Linked DNA regions of Sus scrofa: regions 1, 3, 4, 5, 6 and 7 are each linked to region 2. The links are chromatin contacts, called in public Hi-C and HiChIP or PLAC-seq maps. All regions are on one chromosome and are shown on one strand. The core of a region is the stretch at or near the end of the contact, and the rest is flanking DNA. Distances in the headings are between cores, read along the strand shown. Region 1 overlaps LOC106509171 (a long non-coding RNA gene). Region 2 overlaps LOC100514506 (a long non-coding RNA gene). Region 3 overlaps LOC106509171 (a long non-coding RNA gene). Region 4 has its middle 280 kb from the start of MPDZ. Region 5 overlaps LOC106509171 (a long non-coding RNA gene). Region 6 has its middle 300 kb from the start of MPDZ. Region 7 overlaps LOC106509171 (a long non-coding RNA gene).

Region 1 (3,886 bases), core at 461-2,960, 820 kb before region 2:
AATAAAGTCATAAATACAAACTTAAATAAGAGTAATCAGTATGTTCAACTTACAGATTATGACAAACCTGTATAAAAGTGTATTTTTATTCCTCATCCTCCCTACATTTTTTTACGTGTGCGAGTAATCCTTTTCTGGCTGTGAACTGACTACTTTGACAGGCTGATGACTTGCCTGCTCATTCTTAGTAACAGGCAGTGTCACTGTCATTTTAAGAAATACGTTTACCTTAATTCAGATGTTAGAATGGCCAGGTCTAAAGAGGTGGCAGCCAGCTCTGTGTCATGTTTCGTCTGTAGCTGTAGGCATTACTGCCCTTCTTGCCCTTTATCCTTCTTGCTCAGTATCCTTCATCCCCATTTAGCAAGATGATCTTGAAAGGTCCCAGAAAATGACAGTGTATTTTCCAAGGCACTACTCTGCTTTCCAAAGTTGAGTCAGAGGAACTCATTTCTTAAATGTCTATGATTAAATCCCATTAGGCACCTCTCCTTTATCAGAAAGTAGATGCCTAGAATTCCTACTACCAGGGAGCATTGTCTTAGGTGTCAAGGAGGAGGTTTAAGTTGCTTCCAGGTAGAAATATTTATGAGGCAGTATAGCATTCTAATTAAGGACATAACCTCTGTACCCCCAAACCTAGCTCTCCTTCTTGCCAACTGTGACTTTGAACAAGCTACTTAACCTCTCTGAGTCTGTTTTCCATCTCCAAAATTGGGACGTGAATGGTGATGGATGAGGATTCAAGGAGCTGGCCCACGTAAAACACTCAAACTAGGGGCTGATAAGTTACAGACACTAGGTGTCAGCTGGTAATATTACAGAATTTACAATTTTGTTAGAAGAAAAAAGTAATCGCATAGCTAGTGCTAAGCTGCATATTATTGCTGAACTGTGAAACAAGAGTTGAAAAAAATCATAGTATGGGTCACAGAAGTCAAGAGAGCTATTACAGAAGAGGAAAGAATGGATCTGAGCCTTAGATAATGGAGAGGAAATTTATGCTACTTCTGCTTTTATTATTTTGCTGTTGTTTTTGGAATGAGGCAAGGAGAGTCAGAGATTATGGCAGTATAAGAAGGGGAAATATTGAGAAAGAGACAGTAAATTTATGTTTCTACTTTTCTTGGAGGTCCCTATTATTACCTTCTGATGGAAAACTGGCTTCAGACTATGGCTGGGTGGATAGGATGTTACCTTATTATAGTTTTTTAGAGTTTTTTGTTCATTTCCTTAAGTTAAATTTTTGATTTTTTTTTTTTTACAAAGAAGATAAGCATAACTTCTCTTTTGCTGACATTTATACCACTAACATTATTATGTAATGTAGCTTTTAAAATAATTTCAATTTGGATCAAGTTCATATTTTCTTTGAGCTGTTAGTCTCCAAAACCAGAACTGCAGTATGAATTGGCACATAATTTTAGAGGCTGTCAAAAAATGCAAAAGAAAGAATCAGATATTTAATATGCAATATCCACTAAAGATTACTGTAATTATTTCTTTTTTTTTTAAAAGAGATGACTAGAAACTTGGATGAAACATTTTTCAGTGCAAATGATCAATGAGATAAACAGAAATTATTTATTGAAGAGGAACATTGCTTATCACTCATCTGAGAAATGAGGGGAAACATTACAGTTTTGTGGATTTACTTCTCCTGTAATTCACTGTGTTTTTAAAATGAGCAGCTTGGCAACATAGAAATTTAGACTCGCATTTCTATCTATAAATCACCAGTTTGTCCCTTATGTTGACAGTTTCTGTACAAAATCGGAGGATTTCAAAGTGTTCCAGCAACAAAATGTAAGAAATTGCAGAACACATAAATTTCAAGTGTTTTCTACCTACGTCAGCAACATCATTTTAGCAAAATACAGACAGGATATTCAAGTGCCAAGATGGAACATAAAGTAGAATAAGGTAAAGAGAAAAACAGAATTCAAAATTCCGGGTGTTCTTGGATAACCGAATTATTAAGAGATGTCATTCTGGCTTAGTAAGCTTGCTTATTAGTTACCCAAGTAAAGCAAGTTAAGTTGGAAATATAAAGGGAAAACGTGCCAAGTTCAAAGTCAAGAATCAGACCAAAAAAAGTACTATTTTGAGCAAATGTTAAATCTTTCATCTGTCAACTACTAAAGAGTTTTTAAGGATATGGGCCACTCTGTGAATCATTAAGGAGAAAAACAAGATGAATAAACTTAGATTCTACCCTCAAGCACCTTATAACTCAGTAGTTTTGTGTTTAGAAACATTAAAACAACTTTTTAATAATGCAATATTCAAACAAAGATGGAGATTATATAATAGGAAACAATGGGACCAGCAGCCTAACCATCCCCACTATCTAAGAAGAAATATTCATCATTTTCTTCACAAATTTAACAGTAATATCTGTTAAGTACTTGGTAACCCTTAAAAGGAGTAAGCCAACTTTTTCATGAATAGCCTATTCACATGCAGGGATCTGGACCTTTATACTGACGTTTCCCATTTCTAATTATTTTTTTATAAGTGATACAAAAGAGGGAGTCAGTGAGAAAGGAAAAGAACTTTTAAAATCAACTCCTGAAAAATGACATGGTTTCACTTCTCCTCTTCCATTTAGTTTAAGTTCCCTGGCTATTGCCTTTATATTGTACTTATTTGTAATGATCAGTGAAATTGATGAAGAGCAGAAATAGTCAATTTAATAGATTTGCTTAATATTTTGCTCTTGAGCTAATGTTCCTCCAAATTAGATAGGTTTAAATGATAATGTCTTCCTTTACAACTGCTTCAAATTCTAAAAATCCTTGTACCTAGATTAAGGACATTGAAAGGAAATGTAACAGAGGAACAGGCTCTTATAGAGAGTAATATTGTAATGCATTGTTATTGCTTTATTGATTGAAATTGATCTTTTCTTCATTTTCATAGGTGCTCTCATTGTGACAGCAATTGTGAAAACTGCAAAATATCTCCTACTCAGCCAATTTCTCTATTTTCACAGAATCTTAGCTCTCGCTAGAAAAATTGTCTTAGACCAAACATGAATTGTTTTGCAAAGTTGGTCATAATTCATTTCCCTCGCAGCGTTTCTTCCAGGCTTATTGAATTTCAGTGCTTATGGCTGGAAACATATGTACTTCTATTTTAAACATATATGTTATCTGTGATTCATATGACTAGGGATTCCTTGTTGAGAATTTTTGAACAAACTTGTCATTTCAAAGTTCATGATAAGGACAAAGGACATGAAAACCATGTCGTGGGCTTCAGAGCATGGGCAAGAGGACAACCTAATGCAGAGAAAAATCATTCCTAGGCATTATATTCAGGTGAAAATGAACTAGTTTGAGGAGGAAGGTGGAAATTTGGGTTTGTGGGCAAAAATAACAACAGTATTTCCACAGTCATTGTTTTCCCTTTGAATCCATGCTTTTCTTCTGACTCTCTGAAAAACAGCAGGGCTTTATTTATCTGCTGGCTCTGTTTGTGGCTTGCAGAGGTGTCATTGTTCTTAACCACGTCCTGTTTTCCCTGAGATGGCCTTTTAGGTTCAATGGGAGTAACCAGAGGGTCAACTTTGTTGTCTTTTATGAGGGAGAAAAACACTGTACCCTGTGTAGTTCAGGAAAACCAGAATTTGAGTGTTAACTGCTCTTGTCAGTTTGCAGTTTTGAAAATGAACTTTATTTCCCACCAACAGTCATTGCCATAAAAACTCATAGCACTTAACTGGCAGATGGCATTTCTCAAATCTAGGAGGAAGAAATTTTTTGTGATCAATGGCAGTTGGTTTTCTGTTAAGTGTAACTCAGTTCTCCATTTACCCTTCCTCTAAAGAGCGACCTGCCTCCAAAAAGTATTTAGGGAAAAGGTTTGCCTTATTTCTGCTAGA
Region 2 (4,281 bases), core at 1,767-4,266:
TGCGGAGGTGCCAGTGTCACCATGCAGAGCACAGAGTTGCTTTCTATTCGTTTGAAGAGAGGTAGGGGAAAGGGATGTCCAGCAAGCCTTTCACTTCTTTGTTTCCCAGCTTCTTGTCCTCTTAGTCATTCAAATAGATTTTGGTCTAAAGCAGACAGCTTCTGAAGGAAATGAAATTTTAAAATACTCCCAAACTCGTCTACCTTTGGTTCGCAATTCCCTTCTAGTCCTCTGGCCCAAAGCACAGCCAGCCCTTTTTCTTAATCTTAGCTTTTCCCTCTCCTCTCCTGCCTTCAAATCTTCCAGTGAAATCTAGGGTGCCAGAGATTAAAAATAAATAAACACAACCCTAAAGCTCTAAGAAGAGTGGGAGAGATGGTGAAGGGAAGTGGGGCTCCTTTGTGAATGGATCCTTTTATACTCAAAGCAAACGCAGACCTGAGGGGACTCTTCAGCCCTCCAAAGTGTGGCTGGGTACTGCTGACTCTGAGGGGGTTATTGGGCTTCTCCTCCTCCCTGTCCTTAAGGAGTTTGGGATTAAAAGAAAAGATAGACAATTCAGTCAACTGCTCAGACTTGGGGCTGGCGGGGTGAGGAGTTAAGAAGCAGGGCTGCCTTACACTCTTAACTTTATCCACTGTCCTCCTCCTCTATCTTAATTTTACTCCTCTCAGCCCGCTCCACCTCTCCCCACCACACCTTTCCATAACCCACCACAGGGATTTCGCTGATGTCGCTGTGCGGGTCATTTTGCTTCTGCTGGGGTTCCATTTGAATGGGCCAGGGAAACTCCCACCTTTCCAGGCCTTGCTTTGCTAGGCTTTCTCCCCCACAGCCTTGGAAGCCACTTGGACCAAGGCATGTAGGGACCAGGCAGGGGGTCGGGGGACCATAAGGGGCGAGGAGGTAGAACTCGGTGCCTGGCGGCCCAGCCCTAGAGGGGCCTGTGCAAAACTCGGTGCCCAAGAGAGCACCAGGCGCCTGGGGCACTTGTTGCCAGAGCGCAGGGAGGGCAAAGGGAAGACATGGTGGGGGCACGTCTCCTCGGGCGGCTCCGGAGAGTAAGCATTTGCAGCCACCTTTGCTTTGGGTAGACGTTTCAAGTCCACGGTCACACAGGATAACAGAAGTCCTTCTAACCTTGAGCAAACTTGATTCTGATGCCCAGGACACTGTCGCATTGGGTTGAACCCATTAGCCTATATAGAGGTCGCTCAGGGCAGGCATTGTCTGTGACCGACAACAGGAGCACATCCGGAACAAGGAATGATCAAGGCAAAGTACTGGCCCCGACCCTGCTGGGGTCAAGTCCGATTCCCAGCCCAATCCGGTGGGGTTCAGAAACGGCCAGCAACCCCAGGCTCAGGAGTCTGCGCGGTGCAGTTCTCAGCATATTTCGTTCCTGATTCCCGCACGCGGCCCCGCAGCGCACCGGGGGATCTAGTTTCCCTGGACGCTTCTGCTTGCTTGTTGGTTTGGAAGTCGAAGCCCCGGGATAGTGAAGCTGGCCGCAAAAATCTCCAACCCCGCTAATCCTAGACAAAATAAAAACGTAATAGCCCATAAACCAGCAACCTTGGGGTACTTTATTTGGGAGTCTCCTGGAGGCACGTCCCTGCGGGATCTTCTGTGAGGGAACCTTTCTACCTCAAATTTTCCCGTGTGTGGGAAGACCACGAAGTTATTAAAACAGCGTTTCCCCTCTCCTGCCTAGTCCCATTCCCTAAACGGGCATAAAAACATCCCCTGAACCGGCTGCATCTACAGTTCTGGTGGGGAGGGTTGGGGGTGGGGGTGGGGGTGGGGGAGAGGCACAGGAGGCTGGCACTGAGACCAGCTCCAGCAGGAATTTGCCCCACACCAGGACGGAGGGTCTCCCAGGGAGACAAAACCCAGCTGGAGAAATCTCGGCCTGAGAGCCCCTCGCCCCACTCGGGGGAAACGACCCGCCCGGCACGAAGGATGTGACTCCCGATCCCCACGCCGGGAAACTGGAAGGCATGCGGAATCTCGAGGCTCCAGCAGGGTGGAATCTCAAAGAAAAAAAAAAATCTGGAAAAAAAAAAAGCTAAATTTGAACAAAACTAAACTACAAGCCCTCAGGTCCCCGAGTTGCAAACGAGGTGGGGGAGGAGGGGGCGGGAACGGCCACGGCGCACAGAGTGGGGGGATGTGGAACCAACTCTGAACTCTATCCCCTGCAGAGTCGGTGCCTACGGGGGCTCCAGCAACGCGCGCTCCCACTCTCAAGGTTTGGACTCACAAGGGAGGCCGAAGGTGGGAGGGAGAGGAGAGAAGGATAGATGGAGGTGGCGTGGGGTGGGGGGGTTCTTTTTCTTCCTCCTGCCTGCACCAGCCTAGGGGAACTGGAGGTGGCAAAGCGCGAAGAAAACTTTGGAAAGTTTTGGTAGCACGGTTAGCAGCGGAGACGCAGGGCAACAAGCTGTGCTTGGATGGGCACGGGGGAGCGGGCTGGGTGCTACTGGGAGACCAGGTCCTGAAGCAGTTAAAGATCCAAGTCTCCCAGGTCAGGTCCGCCCCAGCCCCAGAGGCTTCAAGGGGCCAAAGGACTGTGGGGAGTCTGAGGACGTTTCTCTAGGAGACAGACCGGGCGGAGCTGGGAGTTCGGCGGGTTGTATTGGTGCCGAAAACGGTACTCAGCGATGGCTCGGAGCTTCAGCAGTAAAGACTTGTCTGCCAAGGCGGGATTAGATCCGTCGGCTCAAGAGCTCGGTCCCCCACCTTCCCCTACCCAGCGAGGGCCGTGCGGGCGCCAGGGATGCTTGGGGAGCTCTGCTCGGTTTCCAGTCGCGCACCGGGTCTCCGCGCACCACGTGCGCCCAAGGCCTCAGGTGGGCACATTTGGGAGAGTGCGCCGGAAGGGGTGGGAGCCACGGAGCTATGATCAGGCTTCTGCCGACTTCCCAGCCAGATCCTCCTTGCTGGAGGCAGGACACAGTGAGTGGCCCAACCCAACTTCTCCCCGCACCCTGGGAAGGAAGTGTGGTGCGCTCGCTGGAGCGCGAGGCCGCAGCCCGCCCATGCCGCATACGGCCTGGCATTCTGCTTTTCCTCACTGCGCACCAGGGAAAGGCATAATTCAATTATACCATCCAAGTGCAACACAGCCTTTTCCTCTTTTGCTCTGGAGCCTAGGGCGTTTCGAAGAGGAATCTCCCAATTCTCAAATAAATACCTACCGCTCTAAAGCCGAACTGGGTTCTGTACTAACTACTGGGGTTTGGGGGCGGGGGGAACGGGAAGAATCCAAATTGGATATGAATTTACAGCCTGAAGCAGCTTATTTAGGCTCATGGAGTGCCATTCCAAACGACACAGCTCGCGCTATTTCGAGATACGTTGGAGATTGGAGAGAAAACAGGGTTATTTAAAAGTGACTCCCTTAACGCAACTTTCCTTCTCCGGCTCCCTAGGTGACTGCGTCAGGGCTCCAGCTTAAGGCGGTCTGGTCGGCCCAGCCTTTGATATTTAAGCCTGGCCTGCTCCCGGGTGAAACTACCTGTTGGGAGATTCCGCAGCCTAGACGTTTGGCCCTCCTTCCTGCCCACCCCCCCGCCCCCACCCGGTGCAATCCTGGCGGCGACGGAATGGTTCTGGGTTGGCACAAGAAGGGAGAAGACCAAAGAGTCGAGAGTATCGGACAAAGTCAGCTGCGCCTGGCGTTGCCCAGAGAGTTGCCCCCCCCACTCCGCCCCCGGCTTCCGCTTGCTCTTGGGGACAGGGAGGTGGGCCCCAGAACGCTGTGTGGGGCCCCTGGCCGCAGGGGTGGGCACAAACTCCACACGATTCTCTAAATTCGGAAACCACAACGCGTTGCAGTTTGTACTGGCACTTTGGAGCAAGTCTAACTTTAGAAAACAAAAAGCCTCCTAGCTCTTCCTCGCGCCCACCCCCACCTTGCAACGATAACACCCCTCACTTTTCTCTGCACCGAAATTCACTTTACTACCTCTTGAAAATCGGAAAATTCCGCGGCGGCTTGGACGCGCTGCAACGCAGAGGCTGCTTAAAGCTCTTGTAGGAGTTTCTTGAGGGAAATCACTCTGTTCTTGAGAGCAAACAGAATCTCCGTATTTTTACACAACCTAACTGGATGAGGGAGCGGAGCTAGGAAGGACAATTTGAGCCTTTGCAGCCCGTTGGAGGAAATTTCGGAGACTGGGGATAGGGGGTGCTTTTCTCTCACAAGAACCTGTGGGAAGGATAGCTCCGTCTGGCCCTGGGGCTGCAAGTTTCACTTGGGAAGCACACAGCCCGGGT
Region 3 (4,398 bases), core at 1,181-3,680, 1.0 Mb before region 2:
CTTTTGTGATAAAATACTTTCATTTTCTTAAGCTTTTTTTTTTTTTTACATATTTACAGTTTCTTCTGGTTTGTACATGCTTTGATCCATTTGATATTTATTTCTCAAGCATCTGAAATAAAGTTTAGTGATTATCTAATATTGCGTTTTTGTATAATAATTATCTATCATTATTTGTTTGAAAATCTAGCATTTTCTGATTGGCTTGCAATATCGCCTAATATATACATATCTGGCTTCACTGTTCTCGTTGTTAAATTCAATGCTAGTGGTATATTTTAAAATGTATATTTAAGGGAAATGGGTTTTTATTACTTATATCAGTGACTATGCACCAGGGGAGTGGTATTACTTATTATATAGCTTCTTTTTTAATCAGTAAATACTAATAATCACCTACTAATTACTTGAAAAAGAATTACAGGGAATTGTGGCCCTACATTTCCAAAAATTTGTTTGGGAAATAACTTCATTCTGCTATTATCTGAGGGATAGTTAATAGAATAGACCTAAGTTAGAAAAATACTGAAATTTCGTCATCTGCATATTTTTCCTAAATTCTTTCTTTACTTTAGGATCTACTTTATTTCCCTGCTTTTATAAAATTATATGCATTGCACATGTGTAGTGTACAATTACACACACTTTAGTCTGATTTTTAATTTTAGCAGTTTAATCTTTAAAAATTGTTTTCCAAATCATACAACACACACACTGTCACATACACACAAACCTCCTTTTGATTACACAAGTAGCTCTCAAACAGAAAATCTAAGAAAAACAGACATAAAAAGAAGAAACTTTATTATTCCAAACTAACCATCAGGGAAAACCATATGTTAACATTTTGGTGGATCTCCCTCCCCTCTACCATTTCCTGTGCATGTTTGAGAAAAGAGACAATTTTTGGAACCAAATTCAATAATGTTCAACAAATGACTTTAGAGTTTATGTGGCATTGTCTTACATAACTTTCCCATTATTTATTTAATTCCATACCACTGAATATTTTTTTTATTTTACAAATCTATTATAATGCTATGAATGCTTGTCTATAGATCACTGGGTAGCCTATCTTCTAAGGCAAAATTACTAAAAATTGGATTACTAGGTCAAAGTGTATGAACATATTTAAGGCTCCAATCCATATACATTGCACTGGAGGTTTAAAATAAAACAGACAGGAAAAACCTGCTAACTTAATTAGTTAAAAAGTATATTTTATAGTTAAATATTATTTTATTTTATTGTTTCTCAAATGAATGGATAAGTACCCTGTTCAATAATCTTTAGAAAAATCTTAGCTTTTTTTGGGGGGGGAGGGGTGGTTTATTCTGGCAAAAAAAAAGAAAAAAAGAATATCAATTTAAAAATATTATGAAGGGAGTTCCCGTCGTGGCTCAGTGGTTAACGAATCCGACTAAGAACCATGAGGTTGCGGGTTCGATCCCTGGCCTTGCTCAGCAGGTTAAGGATCCAGCGTTGCCGTGAGCTGTGGTGTAGGTTGCAGACGCAGCTTGGATCCCACGTTGCTGTGGCTCTGGTGTAGGCCGGTGGCTACAGCTCCAATTGGACCCCTAGCCTGGGAACCTCCATATGCCACCGGAGCGACCCAAGAAATGGCAAAATGGCAAACAAAAACAAAAACAAAAACATTATGAAGAACTTAATTGTGATCAGGTTAAGTCTAAAATTGATTTGGGATCAAATGACATCTTCACAATATTCCAGTTTAGGAGCATATTATCTTTACCATTTATTCAAGGAATATTTTATATTTTCCTTTGCATCTTGATTTTGTTTTTTGCTTTTCAGGGCTGAACCCATGGCATATGGAAATTCCCAGGCTAGGGGTCGAATGGGAACTATAACCCTGGGTCTATAGCCATAGCAACACAGGATCCGAGCTGCGTCTGGGACCTACACTGCAGGTTTTGGCACATGGGATCCTTAAACGAATGAGTGGGGCTGGGGATTGAACCCTTGTCCTCATGTATATTAGTCGGATTCATTTCTGCTGCACCACAAGGGAGCTCCCTCCTTTGTATCTTGATATTTTCTATATTTAGGCATTTTATGATTTTTGCTGCCGTGAAATTGGAATCATTTTTTTCCCTTTGGATTATCTTCAGATAATAAGGTAATTTTGAAATTAAGTAGAAGCAGCCATGTGGTAATTAAAAGCTCAGGTTCTATATCCAGATTTCTCCCCTATGTCTGGATTCAGCTCTTACTGTGTGACACAGGCAAGCCTGCGCTGAATATGTCTCTTATCCCTGAAGAGCCCTCTCCCAGAGCTGGAAGCCTGGTTTCATTACGGCTTCCTGGCTTTCTGGTTTCCAGTTAGTTGCAACCAATAAGGATACTGGCAGGAAATGAGAGGCAGGAAAGGGAGGGGAAGATCACCATTTCCATAGCTTCCTCTCTGCTTAGTTGTTGCCTGGGTTGTGTCCTGCTAAAGGGGCAGCTTCTCACCACGTTGTTACCCTATCCCAGTTGGTGACGTGTCCTCTGCTTGTCCTTTCAGGCTTGTAAGTGGTCACAGGCTCCCTGCTGATGCTAATTTGGGATGCTGCAGAATCCTGTGGTGTTTCTCTAACCCTGTTATCCAGCCTGACTATGTCATGAGCCTCCTGCCAGGATTCTGCCTGACAGGGGTAAAAAAAAAAAAAAAAAAAAAAAAAAAAAAAAACACACATCCTGGCCATTTTTCTCTTGTTATTGAGAATGCCTCTTGACTTTCATCATAATGATAATTTTGGCAAGTGAAGTAAGATAGGTGTTCTATATTATGTTCAGACAGTATTCCTTTTTTTTTTAAAGTGATTTTCTGAGTTTTATTAGCTACATTTAAACTTCTGCATTTGGATATATATGGAGTTTGTTTTAATATTGGACATATAGATGTATTTTATATTCTCGAGTTTATCAATAAAAAAATCCATCTATTCCTGGAATAGCACAAATTAAATTTACTTTACTAATATTTTATTTTAAACAGTCTCTCTTACCTGGTTACCTCAGGCCATGTTAAAAAATAGATGGAAAAAGAAACACTGTTAAACTGACATTTTGATTAAGCACGAATTGCTTTGAATAACTGCAAATCTTAGTAGCCCTTTATCACCGAAAGTACTTTTTTGTGTTTCTTTCAGTTTGGAGTTCAGAAGCAAATGACTCATCTAGGCTTTCAAAGCACAATAATTTGGTGCGGCACAGTGGGGGTAGGAGTTAAATCACACATGTAAAAAAAGTCAGAGTGAAGAGGGTATACAATGAAATGATTAGAGTGACTTCTCCTCCCACATTTTTTTTGGCCACCCCTGCCACATATGGAAGTTCAGCTGCAGCTGTGACCTAAGTCACAGCCAAGGCAATGCCAGATCCTTAACCCACTGCTCTGGGCCTGAACTACTGCAGAGACAACACTGGACCTTTAACCTGCTGTGCCAATCAGAGCTCCTATCTGCTCTCTCTCTTTTTCTTTTCTGAAAAAAAAAAAAAAAATTACTCCATTCTTTCAATTGTGTTTTTAAATCTATCATACTTGGATTCAGTATGTGGCAATAGCTTGAAAGCCTATGCAATTAAAAAAAAAACATGCAATGATCATCTTCCTATGTGATTACTATAATATATACTAGATCATAAAACCTAGAACATCAATTTACAGTAATGAGTAATTCCAACAATTTATACCTGTTATACCATCCTATATCATATTGTTTCAATTATAAACTTTCATTTTGATTCCCATGAATCAATTCCATCACAGGAAACTATTGTGGTTCCCACAATATCCTCTAGGGATACAAATAATTTTATTTAGTGTTTTTATTTAAAAAAACTTTTTTTTTTTTTTTTTTGGTCTTTTTAGGGCCACACCCACGGCATGCAGAAGTTCCCAGGCTAGGGGTCTAATCCGAAGCCATAGCTGCCGGCCTACACCACAGCAATATCCATGCTAGATCCAAGCTGCATCTGTGAACTACACTGTAGCTTGTGGCAACACCAGATCCTTAATCTGCTGAGTGAGGCCAGGGATCATATCTGCATCCTCATGGATACTAGTTGGGTTCTTAACCTGCTGAGCCACAACGGGAACTCTTAAATTTTTTTAAATCAAAGTATAATTGATTGTTTATCAATTGACAGAATGTTCCATCAATTTCTACTGTAATCAAAGTGACCCAGTTATACATACCTATATATGTATACATACACACACACATTATTTTTCTCATATTATTTTCCATCATGTTCTATCACAAGCGATTAGATAGCATTCCTTGTGCTACACAGTAGGACCTCATTGCTTATCCTTTCTAAGAGTGATTATATATATATGGTGCCAAGCACTTGAAATATTAGAATCATAACTGATATACATGCTGAGTC
Region 4 (3,930 bases), core at 365-2,864, 750 kb before region 2:
ATTCATACACTGGAATGAGGTCAACATATATCCGCAATCCCTTTTGCTGTCTGTGTGTAAATTATAGCATACATTTCATGTATAACTCCTACAAATAAAGAATATATTTCAGAGAGTAATCATGAAAATCTATACTTAGCAAAGAAATAATTTTCAGAAGAAAGGTAGAATTGCACAGGTTACGCCTTACCTGCTGACTTGTCTAGCATGAGTTGCACTACAAGATACTTGAGCCTTTGGAGAACCATCCTCCCCTTCAAAAGAGAACTGGCAGGGAGTTCTGGCCAACACTTTTACACAGGGTTCCCTGTGGACAAAATATGTTTAAATGCACTGCTTGCCTCTCTGTGATAAAAGGCATTTTGAGACAAGACTCTATAGAAAAGAGGGCACCAAGTAGGATTTTGAAATCCACGACCACTGAGAAGGGCAAATTCTACTCTTTGTAATCTACTTGGCCACTTATATGCTAAAGGATCAGGCATTATAAGACTAGACAATCATATACTGTAGAAATTCAACTAGGTACAATCCTTTTACATTGTATTCCCATTTGACTTTTAAAAACGGAATCAGGAAATTGAGTAGGTTAGATACTTTATTTAGCTGAACTAGTTTGTTGCTTATTTGTCTTGGTTACAGACTATCAGTAGATTAGGAACTGAAAAGAATGGTATTGAAATAGGGAATTTTTCAGAGATATTTGTGGAGAATTCTAACCTTCTCAGTAGGTTACATCTAGAAGAGGATACATCTAGTGTAGGGGTTGGCAAACTATGGCATGCAGACCAAGTGGGCATGCCATCTATTTTTGCAAATAAAGTTTTATTGAAATAGATCCATGCCATTCATTTACATGTTGTCCATAACAGAATTAAGTTATTGCTACAGAGTTCATATGGACTACCAAGCTTAAAATATTCAGCCCTTTACAAAGAAGTTTTGCCAAGCCCTGATCTAATATATAGCTGTATTTCTTGTGAAAAATATTTTATATTAAAGGAAGAGATGAGCACATATTTCTAAGAAAAGAAGCTAAACTCAAGATTAGAGCATCTTACTACATTCCTCCAACTGAACTCAACACGAAGATATGTAAAGAATTCAAGGACAACAGTACAGTGTCCTTTGTGTATGTGCTGAAGGAACAGTCCATTTTCTCATCTCCATCTGTTATGACACAGTTTCCCCAAGAAAAGCTCTTGATTTTAGCCAGACTGAAAGTGGAAGACATAAGGCACACTGCCTGCTAATCACATTGCTTGGAAGAGAGAAAAAAAAAAAAATTGAAAAGAATGTTTCCCTCTAATCATCTTTTCCTGTAAGTGGATTGTTTGAGAGATATTAAAATAGCTGAAGCAGCCTGGAAAATGGAGCTTAAAAAACAAACAAGCCCAGCATGCTCTAAGTTCAAAAGGTCTCTTGCGTATTCACTATCAATCACTCTATACATATTTTATTTAACCTTCTGTAAATATTGTCATTGTAGAGTGCTTTGGACAGGCTAATGCGCTGTGATGTTTTGTTAATGGAAACAGAGAAAATGATGCAGGAGGCCATCCCAGACAGGAAGAAGAGGAGGCAGATGAGGAAGGGGCAGACCAAAGGCAGAGCCCAGGGTGTTGGAGAGGTGAGGCCAGGACACTGTGTGGAGCTGACTTCTTCATTAGCAGTAACTGGAGCCCTGCCAGAACATTCCAAAAGACTAAACTCAACTTCAGAGCCTATCAGTCTCCCCACCCCCCTTCCTCACTTCTCTCTCTCAGCTTAGCCAAAAAGCACATATTGTTATTTTTTCCACATTCTAATGCTCTCCTTTCCAGTAGAAAGTCAGTAGGCAGAAATGGCCAGTCTATTTCAGTTCTGGGTCATCAAAGGCCCTCTAGGCTGCTCCTCTTAGGTAAGAGTTGTAGCTTTCATGTTCTCCTGTTTTGAGGATTTTGTTCCCCCATGCTGGAGGCATCTGGTGGTTCTAGAATGTGGGTATATGTCTCCCTACTTCCTGCCATCCCTCAGCAGCCCCACAGGGCTATTTGGGCAGGGGCTCTGAGCCTTGGGGAGCCATCTCTGAGCCTTGTGCCTTCCTTTCTTCTTTTCTTAAAAAGCAACACTGCCATGGCCTGAACTCCTGATGTGTTTTCGTCCTCCCCTCCCTTCCTTTTTCTCTCCCCCTCCTCCAGCTCCCTCTCCCTCCCTTTCCTCTTTCTGTTGTTGTTGTTTTTGTTGTTGTGTTTCCCACAGCAAAAAAGCTGCCCCGGGAGAGCTCAAGTCCACGTTGGCGGGCTCCCATTTGTGGTGCAGGTGTGCCGGAGCCCTCCGCCGTGTTGTCACCACAGCAACCCTCAGCTCTAATCTGCTGAATATGAAAGGAAGAAACAGAAAGAGAAAAGCCATCCACCCCCTTCTGCTCCATCCATGGGTCCAAAAGAAGGATACTGGCTCCAAGCATTCCTAATAATCCCCCAGCCATCGCCCAGGCAACAGTCACAGGGAGCTAGCGCTTGGTGGGGAGACAGAGAGAGAGGGGGGCGGGGGTCCCCTCCCAAGTTCCAACCTCCTTCTCTGCTTCTTCCATCCTGGGTCTCCTAATGGCCTCTCACAAACCCATGTCCCACTTCTGACCTCCCTGCTCCTAGGTCATCAACTCACAGAGGGGATCATTTCATCATATTCTTCCAATGGTACCGAAACAACAGTGTGTGTGTGTGTGTGTGTGTGTGTGTGTGTGTGTATGTTCTATCAGATGAGCTGTTTATGTGCTGAAAGATGGAGAAGGCCCAAGAATTTTCCTTCTCAGAGCTAGCAGTGGAAAAAGCTGTCCCTTGCTACTTTGCTCCTTGCATGAATTCAGCTGTTCCTGGGCTTGCAGAGGGTTTATAGGCTGGTCGTCCTCTAGCCCCATACCCAGCAGTGAAAGCTCACATTTGTCTTACCACCATCATGTTGATGCAGCTGGGCTTGACACTGCTTACCTCAGCAATTTTCTTTTTTCTTTTTCTTTTTTTTTTTTTTTTTGGTTGAAAGACAGAAGGCTTCCTTGTGATCCCAGCCTTTTCCTATCAAATGACACTCAGCCACGGTTTGGGTGACTTATTTACTGGCACTGGACCAGGAAAAACAAAAATGAACGTTCACAACTAATAAATCCTCTGGCTTAGATAGCTGCAGCAACAGTGGTGGGATTACATCAAAATGTTCAGTGTGATACTGCAGGGCTCCCTGGCAGTGTGGAACCAAGTAAGTCAGGGGTAGGAAAAGGGGGTCGAAGACAGGAACAGAGAAATGTTTTATACTCTGGGTCTCAGACACACTCAAACACTTTGAGCTTGAATCACACAATGTGCTTCTTGGTTGAAGATTCTAAATGGAGGCAGGAGGAGATAATGTATTGGAGTCATTAGAATAGGAGATGGCTCAACTTGCCACCTTTCTGTTTGATAAGTCACACTCATCTTCACCATGGTGAAGGTGTCCAGCCCAGACAGATGGGACAGCAAAAATCACAGCTTTCTCAGCTGCACTGAAAGAAACTATTTTTACAGAGGACATAAGGTCAAGAATGTTTAGCAAACAAAATGGTTTGTCATCCACTCCTAGATAATTCTCCAAGGACCCTCCTCCTTCAAGGTCCCTACTGAAAGTGAGGGCATTTTTTTAAGGCTAGTGTGACAGTGTTTTTATTTGTTTTGGAATTGATCTTCTGGACAGAAGCACATTTTTTTTCATTAGTATAAATCCAGAAAAATCCAACCACAAAACCATTGACTTTGGCTAAGTTTTCCTCATTTTCTCCCCCATGACCACCTCTAATTCAATAAGTAACTATACTTTCTGTGATGATTAACTCTGTTGATTCAGCTTTTGCAGGCTAATGGCTGAGCTTTGCCATATAGAGTTCAACCTTTGGATAGAAATGTGGATAAAAAGTGG
Region 5 (4,368 bases), core at 1,827-4,326, 890 kb before region 2:
GGTTACATCTTAAAATAAAGCACATACTCTAATTTTGCTGTAGAGTTTTCTTTTTTTAAAAATGAAATACCGAATGCGGCCAGAAAGAATTATTATCTTTGTTAGGGGTAGTAATGCTAAAAACTGTCTGCATTATTGCAGATAGCAAACTTTGGCTTAGCCTTCAAGTCTTTATTTGGAATTTACCCTATAGCAAAATAAAAAAGAACAATAGAGAACACACACATACATTCTCGAACTCAAAGAGAAAACCTCCGTTGAGGACCTAGCCATCTATCCCCTGAAGAGATGTAATCTTTGCGTAACAATGCTTAAATCAGCAGGACGTTTACAACACATATTAAGTGGTTTGTTATTTATTTCAAGACTTTAATTGGTACAATATATTAACAGCATTGTTGCAACAGTTCCACTTAGGGTTTTCTCTCCCCTAAAAAGAGAATGAGGGGGAGAGAGAAAGGGGGAGAGGAAAAGACACCATCACCCAGAATTATGGTATAACCCCATGTAAAGTTCTTCCTTTAGCCTCAAAGAACTGTTAAAGTTGAAAAACAGGAAAAAAAAAAAAAAAAAAAAAAAAAAAAAGGAACTCGTTTTAGAAGCCATATTTTAGACTCGATTCCATTTTTATTAAACCCAGACCAGTGTTTTTTCTGCCATTCTAATATAACCTATTATGAGAATTTTTTTTTTCCCAGGGACAAAAACAACACCAACTTTCCCTCCCTAAGAGCTTCTTATTGTTCATTTTTGTTGCTATTTGGAGAAAAAGCTCATTAAAATATTATGAAGCACAGCGCGTAATGATGTGCCAAGCTTCGCCAATGAGGAACATCTGTAGCACAGTGTATGTATATTTATATTACAGTAAACTCGAGTGCAGACTGTCGCTATCACCCCTTCTTTCCTTGCCTCTGTTCAGCAATTCTTTGTCCTGACTACACAGCCCAGCAAACGTGTGAAGCGCACAGGCTACAGTGCACGCATTGTCAGCCTCTCGGGGCTCCGAGCGCCAAATGTTATTATTTGATCATTAGCCTGGAGCTCACGCCAGGGTAAACTGTGCTCTGCTAAATGCCTCCAAACCTTCGCTCTTTTTTATTCTCCCTGTTATTTTTAAAATATATCTTTTCCCTCCTTTCCTTCTCTGGCACAGAAGGATCTGCAAAGTGCATCCAACACACACCCAGTTCCCAAATCCATGCTTCTCTCCCTCCTTTACGTTATTCCACTTGCTGTTAAACCGAAGAACCTTGGGCATAATGAAAACATTGAGAGCTTGCCTATACCACAAATATTTGTGGAAAGCACATGGTGCCATTTTGCCAGACTACTCTTATTTGTTAAACTGAGTTAAGTGTAACGCAATTCCAAAAACTGCCTTTAGAATGAAAGAAAAGGCTTGTAAAGCCAGGGAGATAATTACCGCAATCTGGGTTACAGAAAATGCAAAACAAAGGAGCACAATCTCATTTTGTGGTGTGTGTGTGTGTGTGTGTGTGTGTTATGTGTGGGTCTTTTGTTTTGTTTTGTTTTTTTTCCTCTTTGCTGATGTATCCAAACATGTAAATATTCCATGGCGTGTCTCGTGTGGGGATAAAAATCAACCGGGATCCTGCACAGACAAAACAAAACACACATTCTGTAGTGGACAGTGGTGTGTTCGTTGTGGGAATATCTTTTCAGAAGGGAGGGCTGGCTTTCCATTTTTTTTCCTCCATCTAACAAACACCCACCCAAGTGCTGCAGTTTTCACCAGTTGCCAAGACTCTGACACCCACCTACCCTTCGTTTGAAGCTGTCAATCTATTTTTGCACAAGTAAATAAAAGTTGATTTGAAAAGAACTTAGGTTCTAAAACCTTTCATATGAATCCATAAGAACACTGAAGATCCTCCTCTCCCCCCTTCCCCTATGTTATTTTTATGGGGATTATTATGCTATCAACCTTCCCATTGTTGGGAATGTTGTCCTTTGGGATGGTTTTGTAGACTGGAACATTCTCAGCTTTCCTTTCTTTGTCTGCCAATTGTTTCTAGATCTAAACCACTTTCCAAGACAATTATTTCCATACGCGAATGTGTATGTAAATATTAATAATCATTGCATGTGTGTATATTTATGTGTGCATAAATAAACACTATACCCACACGGATTTCCCATTTTTAAAGAGCTAGTTCTTACTCCATAAAAAGATTCGTGTTCCCCAAAGCAGGTTGTTAACGTTCTTTATTAAAGAGAAAGAGCAAACCTTCCACGTTTCCTTGTTTTATGTTTAGAAGAAGTGAATCTTGCCGGTCTGAGCTCAGCTTTTTGGTATGTTTTACCCATCCAGATGAGGGGCTGTAGGTTTTGCAACTCACATCACCCAGTTTTCTCAAAAACCATCACCGCAGTTCCCTCTTTAAATTTCATCTGGACCGTCTCTAACAGCCCCAGCTGACCCCATCATTTCCTTCTCTTATTACTAACATGCCTCTCCCCACATGCACAACAGGATATTTTTCAGAGGAAAAGGCAAAAATATATTAGGGCTTTCTTTCCTTCCAGATGTAGACATTTTGTCGCCCGTACAGCCATAAGGAGACAGAGAAAACGAACCTGAGCTTAGAAGAGACAAAACACAGGACGTCACTAAGGTGCATGTAAGGATAAACCCATGAAGCCCTCGAAGCAGGATTTGGCAGCAGAAGTGTCCCATGGAGCCAAAAAGCCAGCCAGGGCATAGAAGCTTGTTATTATGGCTCGCTCTGTAAGACCTGCAGGGAGGGTGTGAAGGCTGCCTGGTGTGAAGCCTGTTTAGAATAGTGGGGGGAGTGTGCAATGAGTCTCATCAGGCTGTGGCTGTTCCCAACTTCTGAAAATCTAAAAAGCAAGGCACGATAACACTTTTATTTAAAAAAATCCCCAAGTAAGATCATGGATCTCATTTTGGATTCTAGTCCATGAAAAAATAGGTAGTTCCCAATATGGAAACATGTAAGCTACCTATTAGAAATGGGATGAGATGCAATGCATTGGAAAGAAAGAAATACCAAATGCAGATGATTAGAAACCAGTGTCAGGCTGGTCATAGAGGGAGTGAAGATGAACCACGTTGACAGTTTTGATGAAGAAAGCCTAAAATGCTAATTCATACTGTCTGAATTACTTGAAGCATCATCGGCTTCTTTCCTCTTCCTCATTTTTATTTTTCATTGGGATTGAATTTCTTTTTCCTTCACTCAATATGAGATTGAGTCAAGTGAAATTTAGACTATTTGACAATTAAAAAATTTTTTTAAGATTTTTATTTTTTCTATTATAGTTGATTTATGACAATTTCTGACTTACAAAAATATGTAATTTTATACAGTTCAGCCTAATAATTCCTTCCCCGAAGATAATGTGTCTGTTTTCTTTCAAGTGACTCAGAGTCCTCTATTATTTTTGCATTGTTTTGTTTTTTCTCTGCTTTAAAATTTAGTCAATCTTCCTATTTTAATGCCTGTTGAAGTTTTAGAGAATAGTTGGTCAAATGAAAAGAGGTCATTTAAAACCAGTGTTCAATGTGGGGTCAAAATGGCATTGTTTTTCTTTTAATTCTATTCTGAGGTTCCCTGTATAGTTCAGTTTTCCAGATCATTTGCCCACTGCAAATATTAGGGGCAGGATGTCATGTCTGATGCCCTCAAGGCTTTTACTGCCCTTCAAGTCTTACAAAGAGAAACTTGATTTTAAAAATAATCCATGCAAAAGAAATAAGGTCAGAGAAAATATGTTCATCAGCTCCAATGCAGACTTGAAGTGATCCTTTCGTAAGCTCAGTTATCCCAAGGGTGGGGAAGGGAGTTTCCATAAAAAGTGTGGTCCACATGCTCCCTAATGTGTGGGAAAGGGATGGATGGCTCTTTCCTTCCCAGTTTAGGAAGGGTCATGCGTTTTGGAAAAAGATGCAGGCTGGAATATGCTGAAAGCAGAGTGGAAAGGAAATCTAAGATTCCTGAAAAACCTCTCTCATTGTTATTAAGGCTGGATTGAATAAAGGGTAAAGACCACATACATTAGAGTCTGGAGTAGCCAATGCTACTAGAATTTATTCTATCGAGAGATTTTTCAGCATCTTCTCCAGCTTTTAGGGGAAGGCATTGTCAGGGAAAAATTCACCAGTCAATCTAAGAAAGAAATGGAAAATTTTATTTGAGCCAAATTTGAGGATTACCACCCAGGAAGAGCATCTCAGAAAGCTCTGAGAACTGTTCTGCCTGTTAGAAGTCAAGGCACAGTTATATGTAAGTTTTTTGAGACAGAGGGCTGGACATCAAATGACGTGTTATTGACAGTTTACATCATCCAGAACTAAGTGTCATCTTGATAGTCCAAGATGAC
Region 6 (3,994 bases), core at 1,217-3,716, 730 kb before region 2:
CACTTTGGTAGGGAGGGGGGTCTTTTAAGTTCATACTTTCAAGTTTATTTTTATAAATCCATCTGAATTCGGCTAAGTATATATACATAAGTCATCCAAATGTATAAACTGGATCACTTCTTCAGGTGCTAAAAGTGAAACTGAGCTAAAGGACAAAACTCACAAGTGGATACAATACATAGTATAAATCCATCTGATAATTTCCCACCACACTGCCCCTTTGCTTTAATCCATGTCACTAAAATGCAGACTGAAGTTCCAAAAGAACCTTTTAAAACGGTATATCTCCTCTAGATTATCAAAAAGAAACTCAAGCTGCCTCACAGTACGGATGGGTCAGTATATTTGGCCAAATGCTAAGCCTTGAAGCGTGTATCATTCCTGACAAGAGTTAGATTTGCCTCTCGAACTCAGATTCGGAAATGGTTCCATCTGAAGCATCCATAGCGAGACTTCAGACAGAGGTTATGAGTATTAGGACTTGGCATGAAATTCCCTCCATGTCCTTTTTGTCTTCTCACTACCCTTTAGTCATTAGCATGTCAGGTGAGCTGGTTTTCTCTTGGCATTTTAAAGGAAACAGTCCATTTCCTTTTAGGTGGGACTTTTTTTTTTTTCTTTTCTCTTGTTTTTTCTTTTTTTTTAACTGCATTTTTTTTTTTTTTTTGGAAAGTGCTTTTATGCTGGTACAGATCTAGACAAAGAAAACTTTTATGCAAAATAAACAAAATAGAATGTACTGAGCCAGGATTTCTTTGCAGGACATGTTCCCTAAGCTATTTCTGAGAGGTTATTTATGGACGGCTGTTTATCCCCCTGGAGCCTGACTTCATCTCTTGGTGAAGTGAACCGACTCTGTGTTTAGTACATTGGTCTGCCACCCCTGGGAATGGCTGGATGTCAAATATTTACCCCTGTGGGATTGAATAGAAATCACAGAGATGCACAGAGAAAATAGAGATCAAATCTAGTGTCCTTGGGAATTAGTAACATTTCAAAGTAAATAAATTTTTAAAGGAAAAAAGTTTGAAATAAAATGATAGCACAGTGTAACTTCCTTTATTGGAAGCAGGGGCAGGGGGAAAGCATATAAAGTTACTTGGAGCAGAAAGGGTATTTTCATCTTATTACTTTCTCAGTGACCACACCCATTCCATTCCCTCACCTGGCTCAGCACCAGGCCCAGAGGGAGAGGTTTTAAATTTTTATTTTTTTAATTGAAAACGGATGCTGCACCTTGTTTTTCATGCCTGCATTTTTCATCAGAAAAAAAAAAAAAAGAACACCTAGCCAAGGATTAGTTTTCTACCTCTGCAACCTCATAAAACCGAGGAATCAAAACTTGGCATTCAGCTTTATAGATAGTCACACTGGAAAAATTGAGAAACTACCAAATAAGTTGACTGTCTGCCCAAGACTTCTTATTTCATGTGCCTGCCTCCTATATCAGCCCCTCATGCAGAGGTTTCCTTTGGCATTATACTTCCTGTATTGTCAGAAACAAAGCTACATTTAAAAGGTTAAGTCAAATAAACTCAGCTACAAAAGGGCTTATAAAATAATCATAGTCCTGAACAGCAAGGAAAGAAGACAGCCACTAAAACCATAAAGGGAATACTTTGTGGATGGCTGTGCTTTAAATAAGGTTCACATGAGCTCTGTAACATTAGATGCTTTTAAAATTCAGAGGACAAAGTACAGACATGTTTGTGCACTTCTCTTTCATTTGACAAGTCTTTTTGAATCGGGTCTGGACTACATACTTTCTGCTGCTTGTACACACACACACACACACACACACACACACACCACACACACACACACACACACACGCACACACACACGGCTGGAAAGTTGGCTTTGTTGTTTTGCCCTTTCGAGCTTGTGCACTATGGAGGGGCAAGAACAATTCTACCTCCCTCCTAAAGGCCAAAGCAGCACCAGATTCTAGCTAGATCTCTTCAGGCTCAGAATCAACCTCCACTTGAAAGACTGTCGCAGCAACTTACTAGAATCCTAGGAGGCTGCTTATCACAGACTGCCCTGCCCTCTGTGAGCATGAAGGCCTTTGGAAGGTAGTTCAGCGCACCTTTCTTTAAATTGTATTCTTATAGTTTAATTTAAAAGTCAGTGACTGCCTAGGTGAGTATAATCAACAAAGAGGCACTACTTTTCATTGTATTTTAAAATCTCAGTCCGCATCAACTCCAGAACCACCGTGTGCTCCTTTGCTCCAAACTGGGGGGCTTTGTTTCCAGGAGCACAGCAAATGGCCCTCCCACGACCCTCTCCTCCTGGTCCTTAGTTTACAATTGTTGGTAACCCCCTCAGCTAAAAAATGTTACTAAGAAAAATTCCACAGAAACCAAAAGAAAAGGGCCAGGCAGACTGTGCTTTTAAAGAGCTTTTCCAGACTGACTCTGCAGAGCTGTCTGCCGGGAGCGAGTTGCTGAGCTATTATGACTTGAATAGGTTTCAGCTCTAGGGATGTCCCCCAAGGTTAACTAGATAGTTCAGTTAAAAATAACATTAAATTCATTACCCTCCCCCTTACCCGAAAAGGTGGGGGGCGGGGCTCACATCCCAAGAACGTGAAGGATCTGGTTTAAAGTGACAAAAGCCAGGAGATTCAAAGTTAAAGGAGGTTAGAGGGGCTCCGTGGAGGGAGTTAAGGATGAAGTGCCAACTTTAACCCAGCATTACTATGCTTTTGTACCGTCTGAGGCAGGCTGTTTACACTATTTAAGGGGTCAGTATGGAGGAGGTTGTTTAAAAGAAAAAAAAATTTTTTAAAGTTAAGGTGGGGATGAAAAGTGCAATGTCTGAAACTTTAGATATAGCAGAGAAAAGCATTCAGTTCTCATGCACTTGGCAAAAAACTGTCCTCTGATGAATTGTGCCTGGGGTTTTCTGTGCTTAAATCCTTTTCCTTTTTATTTTTAACATTGTGTAGACACACAGAAATCCATTCTTCATTTTCATTGAAATCTTTTACTTTTAATTTAAAAAGAGATGCTCCAATGGAATAGCAGTTTGGGTAAAGTATTTGAAAGTCATAGCTTGTTGGACCACTAGATTACAACAGATGCAAAGATGTCATTAGAGGCTGTACATGGCCAATGGCTGAATTTAAATCAATATCACTTACTAAATTCAAGAAGGAAAGAGGCTGGTTCTCAACCTATGTCCATGGATTCCTTCAAGGTGTACCATTATTTCAACTGAGTCCTTTTCAAAGTAGTTATTTCAAGCTAAAATATGTTCAAGTTATAAAAGTTGCAAAGTGTTTACAATATTAAGCTACCTTGCTTCCATCATTTTTGTATAGAGATTCTTACAATCGAGTATAACATTTTAAAAAGTTTTAGAAGAAATATTATGTATTATATAGTGTCAGTTACATTCTCATGTAATATTAGGTAAGCCTTTCTTTTTTGTTTTTGTTTTTGTTTTTTACATTTTTAAAACAAGTGTACTTTTCAAGCAATTACCAATTAATTTTTTATCTCTATAAAAAGAAAATTTTCGTTTCTTCTTTGCCTCATTTGGATTCCAAGACACCTCATATGGACCTTTTAAACTCTTTAATCTTGTACTAAAACTTTTAAACCCTTTAATCTTATGCTAAAACTAAAATATCCTTATTTGCCAAACTGTTGTACTAAGGCCATATCATCAACAGAGCTTTGTGCTCAGACCATAGAGTTCCTTAGGGATAGACTTAACTTCAAGGTTTTATATAACCCTGTCTTTCTCAGTGCAAAGTTGATGGCACTGAACAACAATAGCAGAACTTTCACCTTAGGTACCTTTTTCTGTGTAGTTTTGATGGATTTCACAAAGCCATCCAGGGTTGTCATCTAATCTCTTAAGAGCACATTTTATATGGAGGCCAACTGGCTGAGGTCAGAGACCCAGTCTTGACGAGAGGAGAAAAGTTAACAGGCCTACCCATGTACTAGACCTCTGATGTCTGACTCCACTGATGTCACTA
Region 7 (3,776 bases), core at 1,000-3,499, 910 kb before region 2:
TGATCTACACCACAGCTGATGGTAATGCTGGATTCTTAAGCCACTGAGTAAGGCCAAGGATAGAACCTGCATCCTCATGGATACCAGTCAGGTTTGTTACCTCTGTGCCTCCATGAGAACTCCCTGATTCCTCCTTTCAGATAATGTTTTCTTTTGAGTTTTCTGGTCAAAGTCATTGATATTCAATGTTCCCTTGGATGACTATGATGCCATTTCTTTTTTTCAGGAGAAAAAAAACAGTTACATTGCTTCATTCATATAAGATTTCATTTTTTTGTTTATTAAGGAGGAATAGCAATATTGGTTGTTTGTTTCCTACACTTTTGTTAGAATATATTACATGCATTACCTCATGGCAACCCCAATGAGCCACCCAATGAATAGAATGTATTATTATTCTCTCTTTTTTAAAAATATTTTTATTTTTTCTATTATAGTTGATTTACAATGTCCCACAATTTCTGCTGTATAGCTAAGTATTATTCCCATTTTACCAAAGAGGGAATTGAGACTCCCTGAGTTTAAATGATCTGCCATAGGTCACACAGTTTATAAATGACAGAGAGGAAGTTTGAATCCAGGAGACCTGCCTGACTTTGAAGCCACATTTTTAACTTAATGTTTCAAAAATTAAACTTCTAAAAGAGAATTAGTGTTTGAAGAGAATTAGTAAAATTAGAAATCCCTAAAAATGTTGTATGCCAATATGTTCTATAATTCAACAATAATTATATTGTGAAACAAGGAAGAACTTGTCATCAGAAGATTCTGTGAGACTTTGGACACCAATTTTGGATGCTTTAGGAAATAAGAGTGATTTCCTAAATTAAGATATCAAATTTCAGATGCAGGAATGTTCTTTTAACAGAACTGGACGCATTCTCATAGATGAAGATATACATATATTTTGAGCCTGTGTATGTGAGTGGGGAAGAAGGGGAAAGGCACATTGGTTAGAAGAGTGAAGTAATTATTCAATCCAGGTAATTTTTCAAAAATTACTGGTCTGTTTTCAAAGTTTAAAGGGCACGCTGGGCTGGGGGCAGGGAGGCTGCACTGTTAAGGCCCATCCATAGGATGGGATGTTGTTGTCTCTGCAGTGCTGTATTTCTTCTTTTCTAAAGAAGAAGGATTTTTTCCTTCACGGTGCACTTAATGTTAAAATTCTAGATCTTCTCACATGCGCTTATCACATCAACCTTTTCAGGTCTCACTTGTTGAAATGAGTGGGATTTGAAAACTTCTGAGTGTGCTATTACATTTTCCATTTATGTTCAGGGAATATGGCTGTGTGAAAATGAGGCCAAGAATTGCGGGGGAGTGGGAGAGATTTGAGGGAGAGAAGCTCTAAAGGAGTGAAACCAAATAGACTGATCATTTCAGATGGTGGAGGAGAGACATTTCCATTAAGGATGAGGCTCAAAGTTCAGGAAAAAAAATGTAGCTTATTTTGTACATGTTCTACTTTTATTGCCCTAATCAAACTACTTGTTATATCAAATGCTAGAGTTTAAATAGAAGCAAATGTTATTGCTTCTAAATGATAAACAAGTTAAAAGTGATCTACTTATTCTCACTAAAATAATAAAAATAGTTCCTTTTTTCAGTTTTAGAACTCATCAAATGACAAAGAAATATTATCAAAAAGATGTGATACTTCCATTAAGATTTCTCAACTTCCAGAATATAAATTTAACATTTGTGTCAAATTTGAGAAAAGGCAAACCTAAACATAGCCCTAATTATATTTTAACCTTAACCTGAACTCTATATAGTAAAGGGTGCTGGGCAAGAGAATGAGCAGATGTTTTTAGTGGAGGCAGGAATTGTTTACTGATAGAAAATTTGCATGACTGTCAACTGCTATTTCTATAATTCTTTTTTTTTCTTTTTGCTATACCATGGTATGTGTAAGTTCCCAGGCAGGGATTGAATCTCAGCTGCAGCTGTGACCTACGACACAGTGGGATCCTTAACCCACTGTGCCCAGCCAGGGATGGAACCCATGCTGCCTCAGAGACAATGTGGAATCATTAACCTGCCATGCCAAAGCAGGAACTCCTATTTCTATAATTCTTAGTGTTTTTATTTCTATCACCACAAGTGAACATCTTTCAGCTTGCCCAAGAAGCTTCGATGTTTTGCAAAAAAATTTAAATTGATGAGGATGCTTCTTAAATAAACAGCGACTGATAGAGATCAAATGATTTCCTCCAGTTTCCAGTAGAGGGAGCTGTTGGCATTTGATTTGGCCTTATAGCTCGACCTGGAAGTTCCCTTAATTAATTCAATGTTTGAAATCAAACCACCCTTTAAATGTAATGATATTAATATGCAAGGATAGACGTGTAAATGTGGAGATTTTCCATTCCCATTAAACTTTCTACACAACCACAGATTTCTGGTTCTTCTGTGGGTCTTTTTAGAGAGCTTATGTTATAGAAATGTTGGCTGCTATAAATTAAAGCTGCTCAGAATTGAGTTCATGCACCTAGGCAATGATTCAACATTTCAAAGACTGATTGCAAGTCAAGAAAGAAAGCAGCTTCCTACGAAAGAAAACAAGAAAGAAAGAGAAAGCAAAAAGAGATTCTTAATCTAGAACAAAACTTGAAGTTTTCAAAGAGAAATTATGTATATTAGGTTTATAATAAATTTGAGTATCTTTCATTCAGGGAAAGAACTCTCCGTAGTTAAGATTCTGGGTCTATCTGATGTCGTCCTTGTGAAAAAATACAGCATATCGATTTTTCCACCTTAAACTCATTTCCATAGCTGTGGGTTAGAAATACTTACTCTGACAAATCTGATTTTTTTTCCCCCTAAAATGAACATAAAATAAGCTAGTGAACATTTAAACCAAGGAGATGAAAGACATGAAATCTCACTAAACTTGACATGCTATATTACTTGGAAGAAAGCAGAATTCTATCTTGATATGCATTAACAAGTAACTGTTAAATACACTGCCCAATCATTGCCAGTAGAGTTCTGATTTCTCCACTATAGTACTTGGAAAGCTTAACAGAGATATAGGGTTAACAGCGTTACAGCGTCCGGAGTACATAAAGAAGTACCGTTTTTCTTGGGACACTATGAAACGTTACAAGTTGCAGACTAAATGCTAAACAGTTATTTCTCTCATTTGCAAAATATCAAGGGGAGTTTTTGGGAAGAAAAAAGACTTTTTTTTTTTTAAACTGTGAATATGGACAATGTTCTACGCTATTTCCAAGTGGTACCGTACTTTTTCAAATCGCTTCTGTGCTTCCATGTGTCTGGCTTGGTCTATGTTTTGTGTTGCTTTCTGGGCCTTCCAATCAACATTAATCTTGCTGCTCTTTCTGAGAGAAGTTGTTAGAGGGGAAAATGAACCACGCACACAGGTAGAGCTGGAAGAAAAGGGGCAAAAGTGCCCATATTGTCCTTCTTGAGTGGTTTGGACAGCTGGAACACAAAAGCCCAGTACTATTAAACATGTAATTTTAGGTGAAGTTTGGTTCCATGTGAAGCATTAATTTTAATAGAGACTTTATATATAAGCTCTCGTTTGAATAATAATGTAAAATTAAATTTAAATTGTAAATAACGTCCAGATACTAGTTGTTTCCTGGCTCAAATTCTTCAGCACATATGGTGCTAGCATAAGCTTGTGCCTGTCTGCCTACTCTGGGTAATTTTGCATGCAAATAGTTTTAGTGCCTATGTTGAGGTGCTAAAACGTGTTTAGTACACTTGAAAATATTTGCATTGCAAAAGGAGAGGAAATCTCCTGA

What was found. A called contact is a pair of places that touch in the nucleus more often than the background predicts. HiChIP or PLAC-seq counts read pairs in DNA pulled down with a chosen protein or histone mark.
Region 1: a Hi-C map of subcutaneous adipose tissue shows a contact between it and region 2, with 2.5 times the contacts expected there. The contact joins two enhancer-like sites. A contact is called at or near these places in 1 of 47 Hi-C or Micro-C datasets (subcutaneous adipose tissue) and 1 of 2 datasets of contacts at active chromatin or transcription factors (skeletal muscle).
Region 3: an H3K27ac HiChIP or PLAC-seq map of skeletal muscle shows a contact between it and region 2, with 8 times the contacts expected there. The contact joins two enhancer-like sites. A contact is called at or near these places in 5 of 47 Hi-C or Micro-C datasets (embryonic fibroblasts, heart right ventricle, skeletal muscle and 1 more) and 1 of 2 datasets of contacts at active chromatin or transcription factors (skeletal muscle).
Region 4: an H3K27ac HiChIP or PLAC-seq map of skeletal muscle shows a contact between it and region 2. The contact joins two enhancer-like sites. A contact is called at or near these places in 1 of 47 Hi-C or Micro-C datasets (liver) and 1 of 2 datasets of contacts at active chromatin or transcription factors (skeletal muscle).
Region 5: an H3K27ac HiChIP or PLAC-seq map of skeletal muscle shows a contact between it and region 2. The contact joins two enhancer-like sites. A contact is called at or near these places in 13 of 47 Hi-C or Micro-C datasets (brain, embryonic fibroblasts, fetal heart ventricle and 6 more) and 2 of 2 datasets of contacts at active chromatin or transcription factors (alveolar macrophages and skeletal muscle).
Region 6: an H3K27ac HiChIP or PLAC-seq map of skeletal muscle shows a contact between it and region 2. The contact joins two enhancer-like sites. A contact is called at or near these places in 4 of 47 Hi-C or Micro-C datasets (embryonic fibroblasts, epiblast stem cells, liver and 1 more) and 1 of 2 datasets of contacts at active chromatin or transcription factors (skeletal muscle).
Region 7: a contact with region 2 is called in a Hi-C map of subcutaneous adipose tissue, with 2.6 times the contacts expected there. The contact joins two enhancer-like sites. A contact is called at or near these places in 1 of 5 promoter capture datasets (liver), 20 of 47 Hi-C or Micro-C datasets (alveolar macrophages, brain, embryonic fibroblasts and 12 more) and 2 of 2 datasets of contacts at active chromatin or transcription factors (alveolar macrophages and skeletal muscle).

The regions. Positions count from the first base shown.
Region 1 is chr1:208,970,200-208,974,085 of Sscrofa11.1, reverse strand. The region is part of intron 1 of LOC106509171 (a long non-coding RNA gene); the gene reads right to left. Among named protein-coding and RNA genes, the nearest start is that of MPDZ, 210 kb to the left of the region's middle. Within about 2 kb of position 1,710, at least 3 of the 83 cell types and tissues checked have an H3K27ac peak or open chromatin away from gene starts, as enhancers often do. A contact at or near this core is called in subcutaneous adipose tissue, where this site is marked.
Region 2 is chr1:208,148,831-208,153,111 of Sscrofa11.1, reverse strand. The region is part of intron 1 of LOC100514506 (a long non-coding RNA gene); the gene reads left to right. Among named protein-coding and RNA genes, the nearest start is that of NFIB, 31 kb to the left of the region's middle. Within about 2 kb of position 3,016, at least 36 of the 83 cell types and tissues checked have an H3K27ac peak or open chromatin away from gene starts, as enhancers often do. A contact at or near this core is called in skeletal muscle and subcutaneous adipose tissue, where this site is marked.
Region 3 is chr1:209,144,408-209,148,805 of Sscrofa11.1, reverse strand. The region is part of intron 2 of LOC106509171 (a long non-coding RNA gene); the gene reads right to left. All of the region lies in intron 2 of LOC106509172 (a long non-coding RNA gene), which reads right to left. Among named protein-coding and RNA genes, the nearest start is that of MPDZ, 35 kb to the left of the region's middle. Within about 2 kb of position 2,430, at least 12 of the 83 cell types and tissues checked have an H3K27ac peak or open chromatin away from gene starts, as enhancers often do. A contact at or near this core is called in skeletal muscle and subcutaneous adipose tissue, where this site is marked.
Region 4 is chr1:208,899,050-208,902,979 of Sscrofa11.1, reverse strand. No RefSeq gene overlaps it. Among named protein-coding and RNA genes, the nearest start is that of MPDZ, 280 kb to the left of the region's middle. Within about 2 kb of position 1,614, at least 34 of the 83 cell types and tissues checked have an H3K27ac peak or open chromatin away from gene starts, as enhancers often do. A contact at or near this core is called in skeletal muscle, where this site is marked.
Region 5 is chr1:209,040,794-209,045,161 of Sscrofa11.1, reverse strand. All of the region lies in intron 2 of LOC106509171 (a long non-coding RNA gene), which reads right to left. Among named protein-coding and RNA genes, the nearest start is that of MPDZ, 140 kb to the left of the region's middle. Within about 2 kb of position 3,076, at least 8 of the 83 cell types and tissues checked have an H3K27ac peak or open chromatin away from gene starts, as enhancers often do. A contact at or near this core is called in skeletal muscle, where this site is marked.
Region 6 is chr1:208,882,988-208,886,981 of Sscrofa11.1, reverse strand. No RefSeq gene overlaps it. Among named protein-coding and RNA genes, the nearest start is that of MPDZ, 300 kb to the left of the region's middle. Within about 2 kb of position 2,466, at least 17 of the 83 cell types and tissues checked have an H3K27ac peak or open chromatin away from gene starts, as enhancers often do. A contact at or near this core is called in skeletal muscle, where this site is marked.
Region 7 is chr1:209,058,829-209,062,604 of Sscrofa11.1, reverse strand. The region is part of intron 2 of LOC106509171 (a long non-coding RNA gene); the gene reads right to left. Among named protein-coding and RNA genes, the nearest start is that of MPDZ, 120 kb to the left of the region's middle. Within about 2 kb of position 2,249, at least 4 of the 83 cell types and tissues checked have an H3K27ac peak or open chromatin away from gene starts, as enhancers often do. A contact at or near this core is called in subcutaneous adipose tissue, where this site is marked.